Regions from separate parts of the Mus musculus genome. Here region 1 is linked to region 2. Evidence: chromatin contacts called from public HiChIP or PLAC-seq data. All regions are on one chromosome and are shown on one strand. The core of a region is the stretch at or near the end of the contact, and the rest is flanking DNA. Distances in the headings are between cores, read along the strand shown. Region 1 overlaps Gm4827 (predicted gene 4827). Region 2 has its middle 17 kb from the start of Gm19723.

Region 1 (3,260 bases), core at 736-3,235, 110 kb after region 2:
GAGGGCACATGTGTTCATTGCTTCTCTTGTGTCTATGAGCAGATACAAAGACAACTTAAGGAAGTAGTCATTGTAGTTGATCACTGTTTGAAGGAGGGTATGGGAAAGTATGGCCCAGGGAGTGTAGGGGTCTAGACACCCATATATGAATGTATGAATAATACTGTGTCCTTCATCAGAAAACAGAGAGTGTGCATGCTCATTATTTAAATTACGTGTATGGGAGTGTCTGTGTGTGCCTATGTATTCATTAGACTTAAGTGCCAGTGGCATCAGAGTTACAGGAGATTGTTAGGTCCCACAGCATGGGTGCTGGGAACTGTGCCAGTTTCTCTGCAAGAACAGGAAGCCCTCTTAACTGCCCAGCCATTTCTTCAGCCTCCCTTGATTATTCAGCCAGAGACCTCAACCCATGGAATGATACCACCTGCCTTCATGACACACCTCAGCTCCTCCTTGGTTAAACCTCTCTGGAAGCAGACACATCCAAGGGACACACAACTCCCAGGTCATTCCAAGCCCAGTCAAAATGACCCTGAAGATAAACCCCAGCAGACTACATTCTGGCTATGGGAAAGAACATCATCTAACCAAGGCAGGACAGCCAGGGCTACACAGAGAAACCCTGTCTCGAAAAGAAAAAAAAAAAGGAATATCTGATTTACATTTTAAAAGACCAATCTGGTTGCTACAGTGGCAAGTGAAGCCCCTCTTTGGGGAAAGGTGGCAGTAAGAAACTGCCGACAAGATATTTTGGGTATCCAGGTGAAAGCTGATGAATGGTGGCTTGTCCCCGAGAGGAGCTGCAAAGATGGCGAGGAAGCGACAGATGCAGACTATTTTGGAGGTAAGCCAACAAGAATTGGAAGGGGATGGAAGATACTATTTCTAAATAAAGAATACAACAGTTCCTATCTTTAGTTCAAAAGCCTTTTATGTCAAATGATATAGCAGCTAATAGATCCACTCTAAAAATATACTTAATGTACATTTATGCTAATATTAAAGTTCTTTAGGCCTTTAAAGTTTTTCTATCATAAAAATAGTGCATGCTTATGAAAGAAAAATTCCAGATACAGAAAAACAAAAGTTAGAATATTATATATATATATATATATATATATGATACAAGTTTTTTTTTCTGAAAAATTATGGTTTGATCTTGCATTGTGAGGGCGCCAAATCAAATTCCTTTCTCTTTCTCTGTCCCTGTCCCTCCTCTCCCTCTGTCTGTCTGTGTGTGTCTCTCTCTGTCTCTGTCTCTCTCTGTCTCTGTCTCTCTGTCTCTCTGTCTCTCTCTGTCTCTCCCCCCCCTTCTGTCTCTGTTTTTTTTTTCTCTCTCTCTCTCTCTCTCATTTGAAAAACTGCAGTTTAACCACAGCAACACAATAGCTTCCTGTAGATCTATTTTGTGTATCAGAGATACCTTCCCGGGGGGCAGACTGGGGCTAGTGGAGTTCCACCTCTCCCAGACCTTAACTTAAGAACTTCACTGGCCTGCTACACAAATCTATATCTATTCCTGTTTTGATGGGGAGGAGGAGGAGGAGGAGGAGGAGGAGGAGGAGGAGGAGGAGGAGGAGGAGGAGGAGGAGGAACCCCAGTTATTGACAGCAACATTTGCCTGAGCAAGGATGAATAATTCAGGTCAGTGGGGGAGCTAGTTGGAAAACCTTTTAAAAGGGCAGTCAAGCCTGTGTTTAGAATCCAGCTGATGTGTGGCCTGTTTCTGTAGGAGGGCCCTTGAGTTCTGTTATTTTTAATGCATTTGCCCTATACCCCTCCGCAAACTCACCCATGCACTAGGTTCCCTATTTGACCTTGTCAATTTAAAACTTAGGATGCGGTCGATTGCTGCACGGGATTGGCGAGAGTGAGTGGTTAGGGGACACAGCAGGGGCACGGGACCCTAAGGTCCTGCGCAGAGAGAAGAGCCGAAGGCTAGGCTGGTCTTTCAGCAGCGTCCCATCCCAGGCTGGTGAGGTAGCGCGAGCCAGTGAGCTGTAAAGTGGCAGGAACCTCCGCGCAGCATCCTCTCCCCTGCCGCGCGCAGTAATGGATCTCTGCGTCCTAAAAGAGGAAGATAATACCGGGTTTAGCTTATAAATAGATGGTTGTATGCTCTCCCTGCGAAGCATTGATTGAGACAGCCAAGCTGACTATTGATCTAATTTTAACTTACATTTTAGCCCTCACGCTCCCGCCTTCCTGTCAGTGCTCCGGTGAGTGACCGGCATTAGCCAGTGAAACCGCTAGAGGGCGAGCCGCTTGCCTCCTGGGCTCTATGGGTCTGGCCTCTATTTATGCAGACTAAACAATGCTAGCCTTCATCGAATCTGAAAGATAGGAGTTTGCTTTTCTCGCGCTGGGATGACCTCATCACTGATGAAAGTCAGAGAAAAGCATAGAATTGGACGACTGGCAGCAGAGAGAGATAAAGCTTGCAGTTAACCTCCTCCCACTCCACCACTTCCACAGAACACCAGGCATGTGCTTCCTACCCAAACCTGGTGAAACAGTGAGGGCAGACGAAGGGAATGAGAAGTTCTCGCAGTTGTCACTCCTGTGAAACAATCACGGTGTAAAAAGTTCATACTGCCTATGCCCTGCCTTTACTGAGATGTCACTAAATGCCAGTACGAGGCCGACCTCCAGGCAAGTGACTTAATTTAAAAATATATTATTTCAGGCCAGCCTAGGCTAGAAACTGAGACCCTGTCTCAAAACAGCCAAAACAAACAAAACACTATATATGTGTGTGTATTCATTATTTCTAAACATAATTCATATTGTCAAGGTTTAATGAATACCAGCAATTTCATACTAGTGGTTTATGTAGCTCAAATCTTGTGGTATTAATAGGGTTGGGAATTGAAGCCCACCACTTTCTCGTTCATTACCTTTTGAATCATGGAGTATTGGATACAATGTGTGGGGGTGCCAGCTATGATCAGGTTAGGCTGATCTAGATCAGGCTAGCCTATGGGCATGCCTGGAGGGGCTTTTTTCCTACTTAGGTTAAATGGAAAGACCCAGCTCGGTGTACACAGTACTATTCTCTGGCATTTGGGTCCTAGGCTGTATTAAGTAAAGCAAGGAAAAAACCCCACCAGAAACAGAATGCATACCTCTCCAGACGTTCCCACCTCGCCCTGAGCTTCCTCAGCATTTAGACCTGCCTTTCCTGATTGAATAAAACATTATTCGTAAGAGCTAGTGGCTGCCAAGCATCTGTTTCAGGTCAGGCATTGTGCTTGCCA
Region 2 (3,566 bases), core at 535-3,034:
TATCTGCTCTACCACATATAGTCATCACATTTGCTGTGTTCACTCTTGCACACCGAGCCCTAACACTGTGCCTGGCACAACAATGCTGCCTGCTAAATCTCTGGTGAACAACTGAATGTGTGGCCTTGACCTTCCTCCTGCTACAAGAGAGTATAAAATGGATACTACGATAATGAAAGATTCCAGAGGAGATATTATAAATTAAGGGAAAGGTCACATTCAAGATTAGACAGAGGAGGCTTTGGTGGAGTTAACAGGAAGCTGTCTCCCCAGGAGACAGCCTGTTAGACCAGCCTGTGACAGGACAAAGCTGCAGCCGTGACAGCACGGCCAGGAAGCATCACTAACAAACAGCTGGGCATTTCTATTTGAATTTTGAGACATTATGGCAGGTCAACATGTCCCAAAGCAAGCTCAGCTTGAAAAAAAATCTGTACTCTTAAATATCTCCCAGGATCTTCAGTTTGGCACGATTTCGGATTTCTCTCCCTTTAACGTTCACCCCAGTTAATAAATGAACTACCCACAGGGGATTCTGACATCATTGGTACCTCAGTTCTAAGTCCTGACCTGGAAAACCCCTGGGTATTCACCTGCAGCAGCTTTCCAAGCTGGTTTCCCCGTTGTTCTTTCACTTTTGCTTCCTATCCACCTCTCTCTCTCTCTCTCTCTCTCTCTCTCTCTCTCTCTCTCTCTCCCTTCTTCCCACCTTCCTCCCTCCTTCCGTCCTTGTTTGTTTTTGGATTGGTTTTGTTTGTTGTTTTTCAAGACAACAGGGTGTATCAGTGTGGCCCTGGGCTGTCCTAGATCTCACTCAGCAGACTGGCTAGCCTCAAACTCACTTTCCTCTGCCTCTCAAGCGCTGAGCGTGCACCAGCACCTCCCGTTTTCCTCTTTTACCTTTTCTTATCGTTTTTTGAACAAGTTCCATAAGAGCAATTCAGCTTTTGTTTTGCTTTCCTGTTTTGTGTTTATTTCCTATGTTTTCCTATGGGTCAAACCCAGGACCTTGGCAAAGTCAGGAAAATGTTCTACCAGAAGACACACTCCTCCCAATCCTTAAAAAAGAAAAAGAATGATAATTTAAAAGTTCAGCTCCTCCCTCTCTGACCCCTCTTTTGGAAGTCTTTCCAGGTTCTGCCTTCAACTGGCTGCAGAGAAACCTCTCTAACAGCTGAGGGTACAAACATCCATTCACACACACCCTACTGTTTTATACCAAAGATCCTGCTATCTTCCATTGCAAAGGCAATTCCTCCTCTTCTATGTAGGGAAGCCCACTCCCTTTTCATGTAGATGCCTAGTCTCTTCTGCCCCCTAGTTTGTCAGGCTAGTGAACTGCCTTTCCTTTTCCTGTCTCTGTTGAAGGTCCTTCTCGCTCTATAACCCCATGGGGGTCAAGGTAGGCATGGAATTTTTCTTTGTGGGTGGAACCTAGACATGGAGGTTTGTAGAGAAGAAACTGGTGTTGAAAATTTTTAGACATCAAAGGACATTCTGACGCTAGAGCTTTGGAAACTGAGCCCGAGACAGCCTGACCTTACTCCCTTTCTAAAGCCCTTACTTTTCTTTATTGCTCAACCTGGTAAGTAATCATGGCGTTCCTATCCTGAAGCCCAGGAGAAGCAGGAAGTCTATTTGATGCTTCCACAAGCAACTTCAGCCTCTCTGGTGAGAGACATAAAGGACCTTAGAAAATTTACACAGAGGGAAACTCCAAGAAAGTGAGTCATGCGAGCATAATGAAGAGAAAATAAAGAGAATATAGTTGACCATGGGTATTCCCAGTCACTTCGCAGAGACAGGGTGACTAACTCTCAGTGACTCACCCTAATAGCCTCCAGATGGTCCAGACTAATGTGAAATTTCTGTAGAACTGATAACTCGGGTATCCCTACAACTGGAAAGTGTATTGGCATCAGGAGTATTCTTTGTCAGAAACATAGACACATTTGTGTCTTTAACATAAATATCAGAGATTCCTGAATAGCAATAAATTCACAAATTGTGCTGGTTTCGCAGGTTTCAACTTACCAGGTAATCAATTACTCTAACCCTTGACAGTGTGGCTATCCACAATCATACTTTCTTCTTTTTCAATCTTAATTCCTAACATCAACGCTAAGATCATGTATTCCACCTTGCACACACTATAGAATGGCAGTGCCTTACTGGCTTGGAGAAGTTGGAGAATCAAACCAAATCAGCAGAGACCAAAGGCTGAGGTCTGTGATGGAGACAAAGAACCATTAGTGTAGGCACATGTCCAGGTCTAAGAAGGAGGTCTGATGGATAGATGTTAGAGTGAACTAAGTCAGGCAGTGGGAACTACTAAACTCAAGCAGCAGAGGCAGGAATTCTCTGCCTGTCAGTTCTTTGACCACATACATCACATAGGGTGGTCACATGACAGATTGTTGGTTCCATCTTTATTACAGTTTTATTGCTTTGCTTTCTATTGCTGTGACGAACAGCATGACAAAAAGCAGTTTGGAAAGGAAAGGGTTTATTTCAGCTTGCAGTTTATAGTCAGTTGCTGGTAGAAGCATGGCAGGAACTAGACATGTGGGCCATGGAGGAGCATTGCTGTATTCATTACTTTTCTATTTCTATAAAATATCATGGCCAGGCAATTTATAAAAGAAAGTGTTCAGATGAACTTACAGTTCTAGGGGATTAGAGTTCATGTTGGTACGGTGAGTATATGGCAGTAGAATCAGTGGAGAGGTAGATCTATCTGCAAGCCCTTCCCCATGACACACCTCCTCGAACAAAGCCACACCTCCCAATCCTTCCCATACAGTTCCACCAAACGGAGATGAAGCATTTAAATTTACAAGCCTATGGAGGCATTCTTATTCAAACCATCACAACTTCTTACTGGCTTGACCCTCATGGCTTGCTCAGCCTGCTTTATTATATAACCCAGTACCATCTACCTTGGGTGACATTGCCCACCATGCCTTCCTACATAAATCATTAGTTAAGACAATATTCTGTAGACTTTCCTACAGTCCAATTTTATAGAAGTGTTTTCATAATTAAGATCCCTTCCCCAGATATGTGTAGGTGTGTAAGCAGATGGCAAAACCAACCAGCCCAGCTGTGTGTGCTGGATGTCTTTTCTTTCATGGACTCTTCTTAAGGTTGTTGACCTCTTTGTTGGTCTGGTGTGTTTGGTAAGTTCACATGATTATCTCATGTGGTTTTAATATGTCCATGTATCCATGTGTTTCTGATGTACTTTGTTAAGCTTATAGGCAGTATCCTTTTATTTGCAGGAAGAAGTTATCAGTTATTAGTTCCTTATGGTTGCTGCTGGACAGATGGTGTCCACATGCACAAATGAGATGCACAGTCATTCTCTCTCAACATGAAGCCAAACTCTACTTAATAAGATGGAGTCACTGAGGGCAAGGCACAGTGTTATAGTCATAGTCTCAAACACCTTAGAGAAAGACAGTAACTTGGAGCAGGGCACAGCCTGGTCTGCACAGTTGGGTAGTGACCCTCTCAAAATATACCCTCTTCTAATAGTTGGGACTTGAGGCTATGATAGTTTTTTT

Evidence for each region. HiChIP or PLAC-seq counts read pairs in DNA pulled down with a chosen protein or histone mark.
Region 1: a contact with region 2 is called in an HNF4G HiChIP or PLAC-seq map of pancreatic cancer cells. The contact joins two enhancer-like sites. A contact is called at or near these places in 17 of 484 Hi-C or Micro-C datasets (the C10 cell line, CD8 central memory T cells, the CH12 cell line and 13 more), 4 of 115 datasets of contacts at active chromatin or transcription factors (CD8 T cells, effector CD8 T cells, fibro-adipogenic progenitors and 1 more) and 1 of 9 other capture datasets (embryonic stem cells).

The regions. Positions count from the first base shown.
Region 1 is chr16:50,043,971-50,047,230 of GRCm38.p6, forward strand. Gm4827 (predicted gene 4827) reads right to left here. Exons shown (of 4, transcript NR_045935.1): 2 at 1,796-2,070. Among named protein-coding and RNA genes, the nearest start is that of Gm32101, 4.0 kb to the right of the region's middle. Within about 2 kb of position 1,986, at least 139 of the 459 cell types and tissues checked have an H3K27ac peak or open chromatin away from gene starts, as enhancers often do. A contact at or near this core is called in bone marrow-derived macrophages, female germline stem cells and pancreatic cancer cells, where this site is marked.
Region 2 is chr16:49,937,362-49,940,927 of GRCm38.p6, forward strand. It overlaps Gm5486. Among named protein-coding and RNA genes, the nearest start is that of Gm19723, 17 kb to the right of the region's middle. Within about 2 kb of position 1,785, at least 62 of the 459 cell types and tissues checked have an H3K27ac peak or open chromatin away from gene starts, as enhancers often do. A contact at or near this core is called in bone marrow-derived macrophages, female germline stem cells and pancreatic cancer cells, where this site is marked.